Linked DNA regions of Sus scrofa: all the other regions are linked to region 1. The links are chromatin contacts, called in public HiChIP or PLAC-seq maps. All regions are on one chromosome and are shown on one strand. Each heading gives the region's core, a stretch centred on a gene start, on an enhancer-like site or on the middle of the called end of the contact. The rest is flanking DNA. Distances are from core to core; before and after follow the strand shown. Region 1 overlaps NCOA3 (nuclear receptor coactivator 3). Region 2 overlaps ZMYND8 (protein kinase C-binding protein 1). Region 3 overlaps ZMYND8 (protein kinase C-binding protein 1). Region 4 overlaps ZMYND8 (protein kinase C-binding protein 1).

Region 1 (4,918 bases), core at 1,514-4,013:
GTTGAAGGAGTTCCCATTGTGGCTCAGCGGGTTAAGAACCTGACTAGCATCCATGAGGATGCGGGTTTGATCCCTGGCCTTGCTCAGTGGGTTAAGGATCTGGCATTGCCACAATCTGCAGTGTAGGTTACAGATGCGGCTCCATTCTGGCATTGCCGTGGAGTGTTATAGGCTGGTAGCTGCAGCTCTGGTTTGACTCCTAGCCTGGGAACTTCTATATGCTGTGAGTGCAGCCGTAAAAAGACCAAAAAAAAAAAAAAAAAAAAGAAAGAAAGAGGTTGAGAACTACTGATCTATTGAATTTGGTTGGAACTCTAGAAGCATTTGACGTAAATCTTTTACCCTGCTGTATCTGTTTGTTGCCTTGTAGCATGTCCACTTTCTGCCACAGCTGTCTCTGTTGGCTCTGTTTTTTCCTACTTGAACACCAGGACGACCTGAGCTAACCAGTAAAGTTTAGCGACTTTGAAAGACACATAGTGGAATTCCCACTGGGGTGCAGTGGGTTAAAAATTTGCAGTGGCTCAGGTCACTGCAGAGGTGTGGCCCTGCGTAGTGGGTTAAAGGATTTGGCAAGGCCACAGCTGTGGCTCAGATTCAGTCCCTGGGCTAGGAACTTCCATGTGCTGTAGGTACGACCATTTAAAAGAAAAAAAAAAGAAAGGGAGAGAGACACACGTTATTGTTAACCTGAATCTCTTTCTTTTATTAGTAGGAACCTGGTTGACTGAAGGTTAGACTTTGAATAGCTTGTATGACATGTGGTACTCAGTTGTTCCCGCTTTTAAATTACGGATGAGGAGTTCCCGTCGTGGCGCAGTGGTTAACGAATCCGACTAGGAACCATGAGGTTGTGGGTTCGGTCCCTGCCCTTGCTCAGTGGGTTGACGATCAGGTGTTGCCGTGAGCTATGGTGTAGGTTGCAGACGCGGCTCGGATCCCACGTTGCTGTGGCTCTAGCGTAGGCCGGTGGCTACAGCTCCGATTCTACCCCTAGCCTGGGAACCTCCATATGCCGCGGGAGCGGCCCAAGAAATAGCAAAAAGACAAAAAAATAAATAAATAAATTACGGATGAGCCGTTATTTTCAGTAGAGACTTTTTATAGCACAAGATACATTTGTGATTCTGCATGTATTAGTTTTGTTGATCCCTAGCACTGGGTCATCAGCTTGTTGAAGGGGAAAAAAACCCAAAACTTGTCTGTTTTAATCAACAGTTCTGCCTAAGCACACTGGCGTAGGGAATATGATCTCCTTTGTGTGGAAAACACCCAGGCTGTTGAAGAGTGACCACTGGAAAAAAAAAAAAAAAAAGGAAACAACCAAAACCTCCCACCTCCTCAGTTTTATTGAAAAATAATGGAAATACTTCACTGAATAAATTTAAGGGGTGTGCCGTGATGCTTTTACATATATTGTAAAATGATTGCCACAACAGGTTCAGCTAACATGTCATTTCATACAAATACAGTAAAAAGGAAAGAAGAAAAAGTTTCCTCCTTGTGATGAGAACTCTTAGGATTGACTTTTTTGCCTTAAAAGTTTTTTTTTAATTGAAGGATTTACTCTTTTAACAACTTTCCTTTTTATCATGCAGCAGGGTTATAGTCATATTGTATATTACACCCCTAGTACTTATTGACCATTCTTAATACACTTGGCGAAGTGGGTTTTGATTTGAGCCAGTTTAGTTGTATGAATGGTTTTATAAGAGTTCATAATTATTTTTTTTGCCTCAAATGTTCTCTAACGGTAATGAGGTGCTCCCAGCTTCATTTACTCCACAGGCATAGGCAGGTTTTATGAAGTACACAGAGAAGCTCTTTAAAGTCATGAGTCATCAAACTGACCTTTGAACAAAAAAAAAAAAAAACAAAACCAAGCTACGTCTTATTTAGATTGAGGGATCTTTTCATCCGATTCCTCAGTAGTTTATATTCTTGCTTGCGGCAGACTTCTTCCCTTGAACAGTCTTGACCTAGAGGCACAGAGTTTTCGCTCCGTGTAGCATAGCAGCTCTGTTTTGGAGGGGACTAAGGAGGCAGTTGTAGTTAGTTTGGATTTTGATATTTGACATTGCTACCAGTGCTACACAACCTTGACAGGTAAATGATCTTAGGAGTGCATTCTTACTTTCTTCATGGACTTTGCTGTACCTGCTCTCATTTGTTATTTGTATTATTGTCGTCCATGAAATCAGTAGTGCCTTTTGGAGATTGATTTGAAGAGTATATATCTTTCATCAGACATACAACTTTTGGGGATATAGAAGCATTATTTTTCAAAAAGCTTCTTTTGAATTTAAGGTTATTTAGGCTAGGATGGAATTATAATCACTGAAGAGTAATAAGCTGTGAGGTCAGAAAAAGAAAAAAGGCACTGGAAGCAGCAAGGACTGAGCACAGACTAACGTGTAGTCTAGATGGTGACCCATCCAGGAAGTCTCATGAGTCAGGCCAGCCATGTCGTGTTGCTAGACTTAGAGATCATCTGCTCCCACCTCTTTGCTTTTAGGGAAGGGAATCCAGCTAAGATATGCTTTTCCCTTGGTATATCTTATTCTCTCTTTCTACCTTCAATACCTTTTCTTTCTAAAATTAATTTGAAGTGTTTTATCAGCTTCACATTTCCACATTGTTAGTTTTTGAGATGTTACTGTTGCAGGGTAGCTTCTTTATGTTTTTGATATTGGTGGGCAGGGCCAGCTTGAGTACTGTAGGAGGAAGTGTCTTGTTCAAGGTTTGTTTTTTTGTTTTTAACTGCGCAGGCACTCCATATTAGGAATATCTGTCTTGTAGTTGACCCATGGTGACTATTGCATGTATCATGCACTGCTTGATTAGTGCTACTTCCTATAGCATCTTTGCTATTCTCAGCCATTGAATTACCATGTGGCTAATGATATCAGCTCTTAAGTTTTATTTCATTTATTTTTTTATTTTATAATGATTTTTATTTTTTCCATTATAGCTGGTTTACAGTGTGCTGTCAGTTTTCTCCTGTATAGCAAGGTGACCCAGTCACACATACATACATACATTCTTTTTTCTCACATTATCATGCTCCATCATAAGTGACTAGATATAGTTCCCAGTGCTATATAGCAAGATCTCATTGCTTATCCATTCCAAAGGCAGTAGTTTGAGCTCTTAAGTTTTAACATTTCTTTTTTTTTTTTTTTGTCTTTTGTTGTTGTTGTTGTTGTTGTTGTTATTGTTGCTATTTCTTGGGCCGCTCCCGCGGCATATGGAGGTTCCCAGGCTAGGGGTTGAATCGGAGCTGTAGCCACCGGCCTACGCCAGAGCCACAGCAACGCAGGATCCGAGCCTCGTCTGCCACCTACACCACAGCTCACGGCAACACCAGATCGTTAACCCACTGAGCAAGGGCAGGGACCGAACCCACAGCCTCATGGTTCCTAGTCGGATTCGTTAACCACTGCGCCACGACGGGAACTCCAACATTTCTTAAAGTATCTTCTCTGAGTCAGAAAGAATGGATTAGGGGAGAATAGGGCACAGGCTGTGATCATCTCTCCTTTATATCTTCTTTGCTTATTAATTAAAGTTATATCAGATTTTATTTCTGTGCACACACCCTTCTAACTCTGACCGCTTATCTTAGTCCAGAGCTTTATTGCTTACCTCAAGGGGTCTAAACACTCTCTCTCCTCTTTTTTTTCTTTACTGCTCATATTTTCATTATGTGCCAACAGACATTCTTAAGTATAAATAATACTTTTGATATAGAGACATTTATATCTATCAAAGAAAAATGAAACCACGAACTCGAAATAAAGAGAGACCATGAAAAAGAACCAGCACTGTGTGCTTTTACGTAGTCCTTTGAAGGTACTTGGATAACCTCTTCAGAATCTTCTAAAAGGTACCTACTTATTCTCTGATTATACCTGGGTATCTTAAGACACAGACTTCTATGGAGATAGTTTGATCCTATTTTCATGGCCTCACGTTAGCTACTACCTGCCACTCATGTCACTATTTCACTGGGAGAATGTTTTGAATTCTAGTCAACTATTTGTAAGTTGAGGATAGCCTGAATAGTTCTGGCTCATTTATTTGTCTGAATCTTTAAAATCTGTTGCCGTATGTGATATTTGTAACTACTTGCTTTTCAAACGGGAGCAGAAAATTGGTGTTGCTGAACATCTTTGTTCTTGGTATCGTGTGCCTCAGAGGGATCACCTTTATTCCCTACACCAGTTGCTTACTTTGTATTGCTTTTCATTCTCATAATAAACATAAGAAGTTGTGACATGTAATTATCCCTGGTTTTTACTATACTTCAAATAAATTTACAGATGACAAGCTTTTTGTAGGAGATAAATGTTTACCTTTTAGTGAAATGGGGATTCACTTCTCAAGTTTGATTCTAACAAAGCCCCACTGTCTTTTTATTGTATTATAGTAAATCATATGAAGTGTTCAAACTCCTGAGTTTGATTTTGATCTTAAAGCCACCGTATTTTTTGGTATGGGAATATCAAAGTGAAAAATGACATGTTAGAAAGAAGCAAAACTTCTACAAGGTTTTTAGGTGTGTCATCCCTTTCCTTGCCCCTGCACCTTCTCTGTATTTTGCAAATATCGTAGAGTTGGTCAGAAGTATAGCTAATGGGGAGTTCCCTCATCGCACAGCAGGTTAAGGATCCCGGGTTGTGACTGCAGCGTCTTGGTCGCTGCTGTGTGGCGGGTTCAGTCCCTGGCCCGGGGAACTTGTCCATGCTGCGGGTGTGCCCCCCTCCCCAGCCAAAAAAGAAGTACAGTTAATTGTGTGGAAAGGGGAAACAACTAGAATTGGAAAAAGGAACAAGGGGAATGGTGTAGTAGTAAAAGAGAGGAAGGAATTTGTAATAAAATAGTCTCTAACAAGATTTATAATGGTTTAGAGCCTATA
Region 2 (4,918 bases), core at 904-3,403, 320 kb before region 1:
GGCACGGAGGTGACTGAGGAGTGAGGTCTCCACTTCGCTTTTGGCTACTGTGGTCGCGAAAAGCAATGAAGACGACACTAAGGACAACCAAAGAAAAACCTCTTCATCCAAAGAAGCCACTTGAAACCATCTGCTCGATATGCAGCAGCTACGGAAACCAAGGCGGCTGGGGTGACGGAGCATCCACAGAAGAGAGGAGAAGCAGCGCTGCCCAGAAAAGTACCCGCGGGTCAGACGCATGCCTGACGAGAACCCTGGGCTCGTCGTAAATAAGTAGTAATGCAGGTCAGGAAGATGGACACAGACAGCTGTCCGCGCTCCATCCTCTCCACCTGCGTGGTACACCTGCTTCAAAATAACACCTAGGAGTTCCGGTCGTGGTACAGTGGTTAACGAATCCAACTAGGAACCATGAGGTTGCGGGTTCGATCCCTGGCCTTGCTCGGTGGGTTAAGGATCCGACGTTGCCGTGAGCTGTGGTGTAGGTTGCACATGCAGCTCGGATCCTGCGTTGCTGTGGCGCTGGTGTAGGTCAGCAGCTACAGCTCCAATTCAACCCCCAGCCCGGGAACCTCCATATGCCATGGGAGCGGTCCAAAAAAATGGCAAAAAGACAAAAAAAATAACAATAATAACACCTAGCAAGGGTTCAGAGGGAAAGAGGAACACTCATGGGCACTCGGAAAACTATTTAGGAGAGCAATAGGTGATAATGATATTACCCAAAATTAAAGTGTATAGGGAGCTCGGGTTGTGGCTCAGTGGTAATGAATCCCACTAGTATCCATGAGGTTGAGAGTTCGATCCCTGGCCTGGCTCAGTGGGTTAAGGATCCAGTGTTGCCATGAGCTGTGGTGCAGGTTGCAGATGCAGCTCAGATCTGGCATGGCTGTGGTGCAGCAAAAAGTTCCATATAATCCCATTCCACCACCACCAAAAAACAAACTCTTATTACTGGCACCATCATTGTGATTATATACATGAAAACATCTAAACAGGCGTTCCCTGGGGGCCTAGTGGGTTAAGGATCTGGTGTTGTCACTGCTGTGTGTGGTTCTGGTCACTGCTGTGGCATGGATCTGAGTCCTGGCTCAGGAACTTCCACATGCCGTGGGCATGGCCAAAAAAAAAAATTAATTAAAAATTAAAAAAAAAAATCTAAAAGAACACAGAATTCGTTTGGGGGGGGCGAGGGACTACACTCACGGCACATGGAGATTCCCAGGCTAGGATCGAATCAGAGCTGCAGCCACAGGCCTACACCACAGCCCTACACCACAGCCACAGCAACGTGGGATCGGAGCCGCATCTGTGACCTACACTACAGCTCAAGGCCAACGCCACATCCTTAACCCACTGATAGAGGCCAGTGATCGAACTGCGTCCTCATGGATACTAGTCTTTCATTTCCACTGAGCCACAACAGGAACTCCAGGAACACTCAATTCTTAGCAGTTATCATCTCTTTGAGTTGGAATTATGGCTTATTTATTCTATATTAAAATTTGAAAGGAATTTTTTATTTTCAGGGGAAAGTGATGCTAAATTAAAGGTACATATTGAGGAGCTCCAGGCAGAAAGTTAAGCAATGAGTTTTATCACGGCTGAAATTCAAAAGCATGTATATTAAAGCAGTGGTTCTCAATAAGGACTAGAGGGGTGACCATGTCCCCCACCCAGGACACGTGGCAATAACCAGAGATGTTTTCAGCTGTGATAATTGTGGGCAGGGGGGTGGCTCCCTGCACTGAGTGAATGGAGGCCACCGATGCTGCTGAACACCCTACTGGGCACAGGACAATCTCCCCAACAGAGAATCATCATCCGGCCCAAAACATCACTAGTGCTGAGGTTGGGAAACCCTGTTTTAAATCACTCTAGACACTTTCAAAAGCAAAAAGACATTGGGAAATGCTCGTTCCAATTACGCTTTGAAAGGGATGCCAATCCTATTATAAAGCCATAAATCTTGCCCAAAGGAAGAACTAATTGCCTTTGAAGTCACAAATAATTTAATCAGATTTTAGACTTTGATGTACAATTCACGAGTGTGGGCTCAAACACGTCATCTATTATCTACACGTACAGAATCCCAGCCTGTGCTAAGTGCCCTTCTGACTACATGAAACATGAGTCATAGAATCAAATTGGAAAAAAATGCCCCCTCCCTCCCACACACCCCAGCACTCTGAGCGGGGGAGCGGTGGTGGAGTTAATGATTCATGCTAGTTCCTCTACTTACACAACCGTGGAAGCAACTTATATGTTCAAAGGGCTGGCAGCATCTTGCACAAGTCTTGGTGGCATGCACAGATGAGCTACACAGAATAGCACGGGATTCATTAAAAAAGTTAAATAAAATAAAAACTTAAAAGAAAAAAAGAGTTCCTCTAGTTCCCATCATGGCACAACAGAAATGAATTTGAGGAGTTCCATTGTGGCTCAGTGGTTAACGAATCGACTAGGAACCATGAGGTTGCGGGTTCAATCCCTGGCCTTGCTCAGTGGGTTAAGGATCCGGCGTTGCCGTGAGCTGTGGTGTAGGTTGCAGACGCGGCTCAGATCCCGTGTTGCTGTGGCTGTGGTGTAGACTGGCAGCTACAGCTCTGATTCAACCCCTAGCCTGGCAACTTCCATATGCCGCAGGAGCGGCCCAAGAAATGGCAAAAGACAAAAAAAAAAGAAAGAAAGAAACGAATTCAACTAGGAACTCTGAGGGTGTAGCTTCAATCCTTGGCCTTGCTCAGTGGGTTAAGGATCTGGTATTGCCGTGAGCTGTGGGAAGGTCACAGATGTGGCTGTGGTGTAGGCCGGCAGTTGTAGCTCCAATTTGACCCCTAGCCTGGGAACCTCCATATTCTGCAGGTGTGGCCCTAAAAAGCAAAAGCAAAACAAAAAAAAAAAAAAAAAAAAACCAGTTCCTGCTATAGCACATCCGGCCTTATCTCAGTGGCAGCACTGATTCAATCCCCAGCACAGCGCAGTGGGTTGGGGGTGTGGCAGTGCTGCATCTGTGGTTTAGGTCACAGCTATGGCTTGGATTCAGTCCTTGGCCGGGAACTTCCACATGCCCTGGGTGTGGCCATAAAGAAATAAAACAGAAGAGTGCAGGGTTGCTGGATGGGACAGGACAGGACAGAAATGCTGCTCCCAATGGTTACGTACAAACATAGAAACGTATTCAGGGAGTTCCCGTCAAGGCACAGCAGAAATGAATCTGACTAGTGTCCCTAAGGACGCAGGTTCCATCCCCAGCCTCGCTCAGTGGATTAAGGATCCTTCATTGCCATGAGCTGTGGTGTAGGTCACAGACGAGGATCAGATCCTGAGTTGCTATGGCTGTGGCCTCGGCCGGCAGCTTACAGCTCTGATTTGACCCTAGCCTGGGAACCTCCATATGCCACAGGTGTCCCCCCCCCAAAAAAAGCAAAAGACAGAGACAAAAAGGAAAACAAAAAATGTATTCAGAACATAAGGTTAAGTTAAAAAAGAAAACCCTGGAGTTCTCTTGTGCTGGCATTGTCACTGCATCATTTAGAGTCACTGCTATGCCTCAGGTTCAATTTCTAGCCTGAGAATTTCCATCACAGCAGGTGCAGCCAAAAAATTTTTTAAAAAGTAAAAAGAAAACCCTTAACCGTCTACGCCAAACAGGTGACCAATGAACCAAGTGGTTGACAGATGCAGGGGATGCAGTCAATAGTTATTTTTTTTTAATTTGAGCCAATGTGTAAAACAACAAGAAATCTGGCAACCCTGAGCCCACACTTCCACTCGGCTGGAACCAGCAGGAAGAAACGGCCCCTAGTGTATAGGTAAAAGGTCACGAGGAGGAGTGGATTTCTGCTTTAGTTCACCCCAATCCTATCCCTTCCAAACCTCGCTCAGTTCTGGAACCGCCTGATCCCCTTTTAACTTGGCAGCATGATGTATAAGCCAACCCAGAAAAAGTCCAGGAAACAACATCTAAGGGTGGACTGTGGGAGGTGGGAAAATATGGGACTTCAGTTTTTATAACAACTGTTTTACAACAAATATGTACTGATTTCACAGGAGGAAAAAAAGAGTACATGAAAATGTTTTCCCTTCTCACGAAAGCAACCCACATGGAGCTCTAAGACCAAAGGACCACTATTAGCTCAGAGAGTGGTGGAAGTCAGGCCCCAGGACTCTTACCCTAATACATATTAATGACTTAAATCGGGACCCCGCAAGCAAATATTGGCAAAGGCATCAATTCTGGCCAGGAGGTCCAGAAAAAGAGGGAAGCAGACAAATCACTGAGAATATAAACCACTCTGACCCTTAAGACGACAAGAGTCCAGGACACTAGGAGAGAAAGGCTCCTGCCTGGGCAAAGTGTTTCTCAGAAAGCTAAATCCAGCCCTAAGGATTATAGACACATGGCTCTGAGCTCCTCAATCCCCCAAGCAAAAGGAGGGTTTCTTAAATCTCATAAAAATTTTATCTAATAACTTATTTCAATGTGTAATTTTATATGGCTGCCTACAAAATTTTCGCTGGTGAAACTAATAAAGCTTTTCAGTCCTCTGACAATCTTTTTTCTTTCTTTCTTTCCCTTTTTTTTTTTTTTTTAAACAACTGTGGATAAACCATAGGTTTGTTTCACTCTCTGATTGTTGAGGGTTACTTCATGAAATGTCCCACTTCTCCTTAACCCAAAGGCTATTATCACCATCAACAGCAGAGGGCAGTGGCGTGCAACCCAAAGAAAGCCAGGGTCTGGCTCTGGGAACTCCAGCACCCCATATACTCTCAACAGGGACCTCAACTTACCTTCTGTAAAATGGGGAGACTGACTCAGAGTTTCTCTCAGTCTATAATAGAAATTGGCAAACCTACCCGCGGGCCAGAATCTGGCATGCTACCTGTTCCTGTGTGGCCTGCCAGCTAAGAA
Region 3 (4,918 bases), core at 976-3,475, 290 kb before region 1:
TAACTGTTCGATGGTGAGCATGGTCATGGCTTTACTCTGAGTCTCGATGCACTCAGCCACCGTTATCTTCTACAAGTCAAAATCACACAAACAGCCAGTTAGAAAATACAGTTCCTATCCCACACACTCAGTTACCTACCCTCTTAATTTTCCAGAACAAATAATTCTGTTTCTCACGCAGAACGAATAATTCCTGTCCAAACAAGACCAGCTGCGGAAGTTCCCGTTACGGCTCAGCAGGTTAAGAACCTGACACAGTGTCCGCGAGGATGCAGGTTCTATCCCTGGTCTCACTAAGCAGGTTAAAGAGCCAGCGTTGCCTCCAGCTATGGTACAAATGGCAGATTGGCTCAGATCCGGTGTTGCCGTGGCTGTGGCGTAGGCTGGCTGCTGCAACTCTGATTCGACCCCAGGCCTGGAAATTTCCATACTCCGCGGGTGCAGCCCTAACCCAAATAAATAAATAAACAAATAAGACCAGCTGTTTGCTTGACCAGGACTCCGGTCTTGACTTGTGGGCAGGATCCGTGGATAAAGATTAAGGAGCACACCAATCCACTGATTACCTTATTAAGAAAAGTTTTTGAGCTCATAGAGATGATATAATCAGAAAAAGGTGCAGGTAGGCAAGGTCCTGAAAAATTGTCACTATTATAACCTTGGGTTTCAGGTACAGGATATGAAAAAGGCCACTGATGGTTTCAGAGTCACTTCTTCACACAGTGAATCGGCCACGTCCCTTGATCCTCTTAAGGTCCTGGGCTATCTTCCTGGAAACTGACAGGGCATTCATTCACTCAGTGACATCGTGGATGGAAAGGGACAGTCTTCCCTGTAGAAACAACCTAAGCAATGGCAGGAACTCGTAATGAACACGACTTCCTTCTCCGTCTCCACTGTTGGGAACCCACTCAGGAAATCCTGGCAAACAATGCACAGAGCAGAACCTAACTGCTTATCTCCATGGGCAATAAACGTCACTTTATAAGAGAAATTCCACCAAAGACACATCTGAAGCCAGATTCTGCTCTGTAAATCTGGTCCTGTATCTCAGAGCTTCAGAAGCCTTAGGTAGCGACAACAAAAATAGCAAATTCGGATGACGTCAGAAAATGCTCTTGAACCATCTGCGCAGAGAGCTGAGAAGAGTTTTCTCCAATGAATTGCCATGGAATTCTAGTCTCCATTCTTCGATGTCTGAATTCTCCACAAGGAACTTGTAGCTGTGTCGGTCCGTTGTCGAGAACAAGGGCAACAGGAGCGGGGCCCAGAAGCAGAAATCGGCCCGTGATGCAGGGAACCAGCTTCTCAGCTATCAGAGCCTGAAACGGCTGTCTCCCCAGCTGATTGCCTCCCCAGTTCGCCCCTGCAAGAAACTCCAGACCCTAAGTCTTAGACGCTTAATACCTGTGGGTTTGAATTCCAGCTCATTTCTAGGTAACCATTCAAGGTCAACGCTTGGGTTGCCCACTCAACTGTCATTCACCTCTTCCCGCCCCAGCCCCCCTCAATGGGTCAATGCTGTCAGTGCTGGCTGTCAATGCATGGTTCCCACATGACGGACTGAGAGTGCCAGACAGGTATTTTCAAACCTTTCTTGCAGGGGGACGGGTGATCCAATGCTGGCCACGGAGCCCAAGGGCCTGTCAGCCAGAGGCTGATAAAAAGGCACATGAGGAGAAACACTCCTCTGAGGGGGATGGTTGTCTAGCCACATGTGATGGGGTCCCCAGCAGCCACCTTAGAGCCACGAGGAACAGATCGCCTCCACAGGGAAATGCAGTGTCTGGCTCTGCGCAAACTCTGGTCTGGCCCTGCCTCTGGGTTGCTTCTACACATGGTAACACACCCTTACCGTTTCAGCTGCCTTTCATCAAGATCTATTATTTGCAGCAAAAGCACCCTATCTGAGCCATTATCCTCCTTACAAAATTATTTTAATAGACATTTTTATTTTGGCCACATCCTCGGCCTGTGGAAATTCCCGGCCCAGGGATTGAACCTGTGCCACAGAAGTGACCCAAGCCACAGCAGTGACAATGCCAGATTCTCAAACGCAAGGCCATCAGGGAACTTCCTGCAAAATTATTGAACAACTGGGAAGGGTGAGTTGAGACAAAAGGAACTCGAGATGAAGGTTCCAGTTCCCACACCAAAGGCAGCAGAACGAGGTGGGGCTCTGAAGAGGAAGGCCTTGCCAGGCAACCCGTGTCCTGCCCATCTCTCCATCTAGTGGCCAGCTTCTGCAATTTTAGGGGCAGAACACAATTTCGGTGTCATCATCACGCCATACTGACTGGATGTCTAACTTCTCTCCGTACATTTCTTATCTTCAAGAGGTACTACAGTCGCTATCCTAGAGCTTGCTTTTCTTCCCCACGATCAACACCTGGGAGGGCTTTCCACTTCCGACATCCTCATTTGAGATCTAAGACCAATATACCTCTGAACGCAAGGGACATTCCATACTAAACGATGCTGCAGATGACATTCTCATCTTCAGCATTTGGAAATAGCATCACAGTTGGAAGCTGCCAAGACTAAGACATCGCAGAAGAGTGGAAGCCATCACGACTGCTTTGGTTTGTTTTCGGGCCACACCCAGGGCACAGAGAAGTTCCTGGGCTAGGAATCGAACCTGAACCGCAGCTGAGACCTATGCCACAGCTGCAGCAATGCCAGGTCCTTAACCCACGGCACCAGAACAGGAACTCTTGTTTTATGTTTTTGGTTTTTTTGGCTGCACCTGCAGCCTACAGAAGTTCCCAGGCCATGGACGAACCCGCACCACCCCGCCTACCACAATGCCAGATACTCAACCTGCTGTGTCACAAGGAAACTCCCACAGTAACTGTTTTAATGAAGTGTGCTTAAGGCTTTGCTACAAAGAAACATACATGTTCCCTTCACTACACCAGCATGCTTCCGCCTCTGGCTCTATACCTGCAGCCTGTCTGCCTGGAAGGTCTTCCCCCTGTGGCTCCATGGCTCGCTCGTTCTCTTCTTCAGGTCTTTCTCAAATCCTAAGAAGGCTTCCTGCACTTCCTCATTTAAAATGGAAACACCTTGGCGTCCCGTCTTGGCTAAGTGGTTAACGAATCTGACTAGGAACCATGAGATTTCGGGTTCGATCCCTGGCCTTGCTCAGGGGGTTAAGGATCCAGCGTTGCCGTGAGCTGTGGTGTAGATCGTACATGCAGCTCGGATCTGGTGTTGCTGTGGCTCTGGCGTGAGCCGGCGCCTACAGCTCCAATTAGACCCCTAGCCTGGGAACCTCCATATGCCCTGGTGCAGCCCTAGAAAAGACAAAAAAAAAAAAAAAAAAAAATAAAATAAAAGTACAATGGGAACACCTTGCACCCCCACCCCACTCCCTACTCATCAACGTAGATTCTGTTTGTCTAGAACACTCTTCTCCTAACACACTGTATATAACTTTATTTTGGTTTGCCTTCTTTTCTTCTGAAAAAGAATGGGATCCAGGCTTCTTCGTGTCTGCTGTCGAACCCCGAGTACCTCATAGGCACTGGAGAAAGAGCTGTTGCGGGAACGCAAGCACCAGATGCAACCACAACCACGTGGGACACACAACCAGCAGTCTTCCCAGCATGGCCACGGCCGACGACTCCATGATGCAGCAGGAGAGGACGTGCAAGGAAGGCGGACACTTCACAAGCTCTTTGCAAAATAAGCAACTGCGAGGCGTTCCTAAGTGAACTTCTGACATGTTCATGACAGGAGAGTCGAAAAAGGCTGCAGGCCTCAGCGTGATCCAACGACCCGGGACGAATCAAAAACAAGATTCAGTGCAACCGTCTTTCCAAGAGCTGCAGTGCCAAGGCCACGGCCACTGTTGGTCCCCAAAAGGGGTGACCGGGATAGAGGAGACAGAAGGCAAGAAATTTCTCTTTTCCTTGTGGCGGGATTACGTGAACAACTCGAAACGAAAGGGAGAAAGAGAAAGGAGAAGAAACGAGGCAGACAACGCGCATTCGTTCGTCAGGAACTAACCTCACACTCAGGACAAAACCAGTCCCCCTCTGGTTCCGATGTCAGTCTCAGACACTTAGCGTGATAAACCCGGGGACAGAGCTCACAGCAAAGCACTTGGCCTTCCCGGTGACAAACCCAGCAGTAGAAATCATTTCGTCCGTCCTGCGGTACAACATCAACAGGGTCTGTGGTGAGTGGCTGCTTCATATAGTAAAACGGACCATGTCTTAGTTCTGACTGAAATGTAGGCAAGAAAGACAGGTTTGGTTTCAAAACAAATGCGCATTCGCAAAAGGAATTTGAACAAACACATCAATAACAACAAAAGAAAATCACAGCATTTTACACATTCATTAAAAAGCCATCTTGGGTTGCTCTACTCGATACAGGGCTGGCATGTCGCTAGAGAGTCAGGATTTCTTTTTCTTTCTTTAAAAGGCCATGGATTGAAACGCTGGTGTCTCAGAGTCAACAGGCAACCCTCACAGGAAAGCAGCGGGGCTGCCAGCAGGCTTGCCCGAGTTCCGTTTTAGCTCTAGAGCTGCGTGGCTCAGGGCACGTCTCTTAATCCCTCAGCTTCAATTTTCTCATCTGTAAAATGGGGATGACAATACCTAACGCCAGGGTATTGTGGCTGGATTTACATGGAATCATAGGAGGTATGCATTTAACACAGAGCCGCCACTACTAGCGTTGCTAATACGGTTACAAGCCCAACCTCCAGAAGTCTATCCGTGCAAAGCCAAGAAATGTATGGCCGTTTGCTGTGGGAGTCTTTCAACAACAGGCTTCTGGAGACCAGAGCCACTGGATTTGAGAAACCCAAAATCATCAACTTTTTAAAGTCTATCCCCAGTGCACCAGATACTTAGAGCCAACAAGAGGCTTTCCTAAAACCATGGTTCTTCTTGAACATGGTCGGTCC
Region 4 (4,918 bases), core at 1,600-4,099, 270 kb before region 1:
GTAGGGCGGGTTCAGGACCATGGAAACAGAAGCCAAGTAAGGAAGCAAGGAGAAAGGAAAATAGCTAAACAGATGACCCCGGGGACTCTCCCTACTTCTCAAGGCCTCAGGGACACATCTGTGAAATGGGAGGAGAGGTGGAAAGAGGGACCAGACCAGTTCTTACTGGCAGTCAATAAAAGTACTGCAGGGCCCCCACCCCCGACCCACGTGCCATGGTTCTGTACGTGATGTAACTTCCTAGGAAGAGGGGCCAGAGCCCATTTCACCTCCTCAAAGGTGACATCACTGCTAAAGATTAAAAAACTATGGAAGGGAGGGGGAGGGAGTGGGAGGGATCGGGAGCTTGGGCTTATCAGACACAACTTAGAATAGATTTACAAGGAGATCCTGCTGAATAGCATTGAGAACTACGTCTAGATACTCATGTCGCAACAGAAGAAAGGGTGGGGAAAAAAACTGTAACTGCAATGTATACATCTAAGGATAACCTGACCCCCTTGCTGTACAGTGGGAAAATAAAAAAAAATAAAAAAAAAAACTACGGAAGATCACTAAGTCCACAAACAGCTGGAGAGGGTGTGGAGAAAAGGGAACCCTCCCGCACTGTTAGTGGGAATGTAAACTGGTACAACCACTATGGAAAACAGTACGGAGGTACCTTAGAAAACTCTATGTAGAACTACCACATGACCCAGCAATCCCACTCTTGCGCCTATATCCAGACAAAACTTGCCTTGAAAAAGACACAGGTACCCGTATGTTCATTGCAGCACCAAACACAACAGCCAGACATGGAAACAACCTAAATGTCCACGACGGATGAATGGATTAAGAAGATGTGGTACAGATACACAATGGAATACTACTCAGCCATAAAAAAAAAAGAACAAAAGAATGCCATTTTCGGTAACATGGAAGGAACTAGAGACTCTCACACTAAGTGAAGTCAGTCAGAAAGAGAAAGACAAATACCATATGATATCACTTATATCTGGAATCTAATATACAGCACAAATGAACCTTTCCACAGAAAAGATACTCATAGACTTGGAGAATAGACTTGTGGTTGCCAAGGGGGATGGGGAGGAAGTGGGATGGACGGGGAATTTGGGGTTAACTGACAAAACACTACAAAACAGCTATAATGGAAAAACATAAGAATCATTAAAATAATAATAAATAAATTAAATAAACACTGAAACCGGAAAAAAAATTAAAAACTATGGAAGATCGAGTCTTTTAACTTTGAAATGCCTTAATTCCATGGGAAAGAGGGAAGAACAGAATCACTGGAAATAAATATACTCCTTAGCCCTGGAGAGGTACACAAAGCTTTGCCCAAGGCCACCAGCAAACAAAGGGAAGCAGGGCCTCAGTCGGTGAGAGGAGGGGTCTAACCCAAGGGTGCCCACACCTAAGAGCATCCCCACCTGCGAGTCTGAGCCAAACATAAAAACCCCAATTCCATTCCCCGTTACAGACACACCGACTCCCTCCAGAGTTAATGAGAGATCAGTGACTGTATCCAAGGGGTAGAAATTTAATAGATTCCAAACAACAGACACAATTGTCAACAGCAGAGGCTTTCACTGAAGACTCTTGGGGAGAAAAATTGAGAAATGCCGGCTGGATTCAGTGTCCTTCAGAGACAGGGATTCTGGCTTCACAACCTACTGACGCCAGTGGAGGCGAGGCCTCTGCTGGTGACAGAATGGTGGCTGGGAACCGTGCTGTCGTCATGGTAATAAAGCTGCCTTAAGGACCTTCTCCAAAAAGCTGAGTCAAAGGGTTTCTTTTTTCCCCCCTTCTTTAATGATCTGATTCTGACAGGGACATGTTTCTAAATGCATTTCAAGTATCACTTTGGAATAAGGACAAACAGCCATGTAAGACCGGGCCGCTAGGGAAATGGTTCACCCTTGATCCCAGAGACTTTCCTGGGAGGTAGCAGGACTTGAGATTCTACAGGGCTGGCCGCCAGCAGCCCTACTGCCCTTCAAAGATAAGTCTGGTGCTGCAGGAGTTAACATGGGCGAGGGGACAGAGTAGCCTAGAAGAAAAGGACAGAGCAGTGACTCAGGCGCACAGCGTGGCATGGAGCAGGAAGCAGCAAATCTTCCCCTCCCGTGACTTTTCACTGAATCTCAATATGGCAAGGTCTACTGGGAATTAGGATCCGAGCACGTGACGACATCTGCCCTGAACCTGTTGTGAACAGACCAGAAATAATCCCGCTGCGCCCTCCCTAGATGGCCCCTGACTTAAGGGATGCCGGCCTCCAAGATAACCGAGCCTCTTAGCTTTCCTGAGCCCTGGGTGTTAACAGCTAAGATGCTCTTTTACTGCATATAATGCACCAGACCCTGTTGCAAATGCCTTTCGGGTCCGTCCCTCTAAATCACCTGCCCAAGATCACACAAGGGCCCGGGTGGGCTCGGGAGCCAGGCCGCCACCTGGGGCCTCACACGGGGAGAGGCGGGTCTCAGCTCTGCAGCCAGAAGACTGCCTGGCTCGGGGTCTCTGTGTGAAGGGCACACGCTCATGCTGCTGGTTTCCTTTCTCCACTGCAGATGGTGCGGTGTGGGGGCTGGGGAGTGCCAACGTGACAGTGGATGTCACATGCTGATGACACACACTGTTCTCCCAAAGGCGGTTCCCAGAAGCACGCTCACCTCCCCACCTTCGCCGGGGGGCAGCAGGGCCTGGCCTACACCACAAAACAGACTGGGGGAGGGAAGGCTCCGCAGCCATGCCCCCTCCCTGAAAAGCCCTTCCCAATGTCCAGCCAGGCCCAGCCAGGCACCCCAGCCCCCACCCACATCCGGCGCCTGAGTCACCACACTTGCCACTCCTCAGTCTAGGAAATGACACACCAAATACAGGGAATTGTCTCCTCCGGAGAGGGACCAGGCCCCAGCCAAAGGCCAGGCCCTCCCCCTGGAGGACAGGCCCTGTGGTGTCTTTCCATGGATGTAAATTTCCTCAATGCTATCAACGGCAGGATGGCTGGGGGCTGAATAAAAAGCGAGTAACGGGCAACAGGCTGGCACCAGCATCAGAAGCGGGGTGACCAAGCGGTGGCTGGCCAAAGGCAGACCAGTCTCAGGCAAACCCGGACAAGCTGGTCACCCTACACAGAAGTCAGGCTGGGGGGCCAATGATACAGGTGGGGTGCAGTGCGGCCTTAAGAAAGCTACTTAACCCTTCTGGGCCTCTGCTCTTCCTTCCGACGGATGGAGATCCTGGTACTGCCTGGAGTTAGCCACAGATTAAAGGAGTTAATTCATGTGCTGCTCTGAGGGTGAGGCCTGGCAGAGAGTAAGCACTCCATAAACAGTAGCTGTTTTTTATTTAAACCCACACACATTCCTCCTCCTCGTCTTTTTTCTCCTCCTCCTCCACCATCGCTCTCCAAAAACAGGGGTGATTTCCCCCAGGAGCAGGTTAAATCCATGCTCAGTTATGGAAACACCAGCCTATATAAGACGGAGCTGGGAACCGGCCCAGGAGCCGGTTCCTGCATGTCCATCACGCTGTGCAAAGTCCAGCTTTCCTCCTGTAACGGCGAAGGCAGGGTCAGGCGTGGAGGCCCAGGCTGGCTCAGCCGTGAGTGCAGGCACTTGCCAGCCCTCTCCAAAGCCTCAGTGTGACCACACGCTGCTCTCGGGGCAGGAGCAAAGCACAGCCACCCTCATTTCAAAGCGTTTCCCAAAGACACAGAGCAGGTACCTAAACAGGCCTCCCTCCCCAGGAATCTTAGAGCCCTCCCCAGCCAGTAATTACATCATCATGAAACAAAAGCCCACAATCTCCTCCAGGCCCAGAGGAGAAAGGAGAAAAATCAGGAAGCAAAGGATGGGGTAGGGAAGGGGCAGGATTTTTCGTGTCCAAGGAGCCAGGAGGAGCCAGGAAGAACATGTGAGCGGCCAAAACACTCAGGCAGCCAGTTTGCTCACACGGATCTCTCCTGGAGCCATAGAATCTGGATGCCAAGGCCACAGCCTGGGCCGCTGGAGCCACTGGGGCCTCCCGGAAAGGCTGCACGCGCCTACGCCGGGCTTCTAAGAGGTCTCCCGCGTGTGGCTGTGACCTCCCAGATCAGGAAAAGGGCTGGAACGGAGAAGGGGCCGTGGAAGGAAGGGGGCCGTTCCCCACTTGGGGGAAATGTCACTGGACCAGGGAGCCGGGGACCTCGGAGACCCAGTGAGCGCGGGGGCAGGTGACCCTGGGAAGGGGCGCTTACCTGCCATTGAGAAAGCTCTGCGGTTCTGAGGGCCCAGCCTCTCGGTTCAAGGGAACAGAGGCTCACACACGACACACATTCCTGCTTCCGGCTCCTCGGCGGCCTCTCCCAGGGGGAGGGGGAAGCAGCAGAGAGGACAGGCTTGGAGGCACCACTCACCGGGCCGGCCCGGGGCTCCTCGCACCGGGTCGCCCAGCGGGGCAAGGACACCCTCACCTCCCTGCAGTGCCATCGTGTTCCCGGGCTTTCGGCTCTAATTTATCACCTCGACAGACAGCAGCCTGGCTAAGCTGCAAACCTTCAGTGCAAGCACCAAAGAGCCATTTATTTCGCTGATGTGAATAAACACAACAAATTGCAGTGGGTTCTGCTTGCCCGAGTGAGAAGATCAGAAGGGAATTGGGGGGTGGTGGGGGGAAGATGGGTGGCTTGCATCTTGAAGGTGTTTTTAAATAATTGTTTCCAATTATCTTTAGTTCTCATGCGCCTCTCCTAGAAATGAGAAAACCATCTTCCCACTGGACACAAACTCAGTCTCCCTCTCCCCATCCCTCCTCTCGAGTTCCCGCTCTCTCACTCTCTCAATAATGCAGAAGTGGTGATTAATGGGCACATTCATATGTAAAAGATGAACTTCCAAACTCTCAGGGCAAGACAGAAATTGCTTCCATC

Evidence for each region. HiChIP or PLAC-seq counts read pairs in DNA pulled down with a chosen protein or histone mark.
Region 2: a contact with region 1 is called in an H3K27ac HiChIP or PLAC-seq map of alveolar macrophages. The contact joins two enhancer-like sites. A contact is called at or near these places in 15 of 47 Hi-C or Micro-C datasets (alveolar macrophages, brain, embryonic fibroblasts and 9 more) and 2 of 2 datasets of contacts at active chromatin or transcription factors (alveolar macrophages and skeletal muscle).
Region 3: an H3K27ac HiChIP or PLAC-seq map of alveolar macrophages shows a contact between it and region 1. The contact joins two enhancer-like sites. A contact is called at or near these places in 1 of 47 Hi-C or Micro-C datasets (epiblast stem cells) and 2 of 2 datasets of contacts at active chromatin or transcription factors (alveolar macrophages and skeletal muscle).
Region 4: a contact with region 1 is called in an H3K27ac HiChIP or PLAC-seq map of alveolar macrophages. The contact joins two enhancer-like sites. A contact is called at or near these places in 1 of 47 Hi-C or Micro-C datasets (embryonic fibroblasts) and 2 of 2 datasets of contacts at active chromatin or transcription factors (alveolar macrophages and skeletal muscle).

The regions. Positions count from the first base shown.
Region 1 is chr17:49,622,703-49,627,620 of Sscrofa11.1, forward strand. The region is part of intron 2 of NCOA3 (nuclear receptor coactivator 3); the gene reads left to right. Among named protein-coding and RNA genes, the nearest start is that of NCOA3, 97 kb to the left of the region's middle. Within about 2 kb of position 2,764, at least 18 of the 83 cell types and tissues checked have an H3K27ac peak or open chromatin away from gene starts, as enhancers often do. A contact at or near this core is called in alveolar macrophages and embryonic fibroblasts, where this site is marked.
Region 2 is chr17:49,303,963-49,308,880 of Sscrofa11.1, forward strand. The region is part of intron 13 of ZMYND8 (protein kinase C-binding protein 1); the gene reads right to left. Among named protein-coding and RNA genes, the nearest start is that of ZMYND8, 84 kb to the right of the region's middle. Within about 2 kb of position 2,154, at least 21 of the 83 cell types and tissues checked have an H3K27ac peak or open chromatin away from gene starts, as enhancers often do. A contact at or near this core is called in alveolar macrophages and embryonic fibroblasts, where this site is marked.
Region 3 is chr17:49,333,721-49,338,638 of Sscrofa11.1, forward strand. ZMYND8 (protein kinase C-binding protein 1) reads right to left here. Exons shown (of 26, transcript XM_021078039.1): 5 at 4,012-4,230; 6 at 1-69. Among named protein-coding and RNA genes, the nearest start is that of ZMYND8, 54 kb to the right of the region's middle. Within about 2 kb of position 2,226, at least 2 of the 83 cell types and tissues checked have an H3K27ac peak or open chromatin away from gene starts, as enhancers often do. A contact at or near this core is called in alveolar macrophages, where this site is marked.
Region 4 is chr17:49,352,917-49,357,834 of Sscrofa11.1, forward strand. All of the region lies in intron 3 of ZMYND8 (protein kinase C-binding protein 1), which reads right to left. Among named protein-coding and RNA genes, the nearest start is that of ZMYND8, 35 kb to the right of the region's middle. Within about 2 kb of position 2,850, at least 52 of the 83 cell types and tissues checked have an H3K27ac peak or open chromatin away from gene starts, as enhancers often do. A contact at or near this core is called in alveolar macrophages and embryonic fibroblasts, where this site is marked.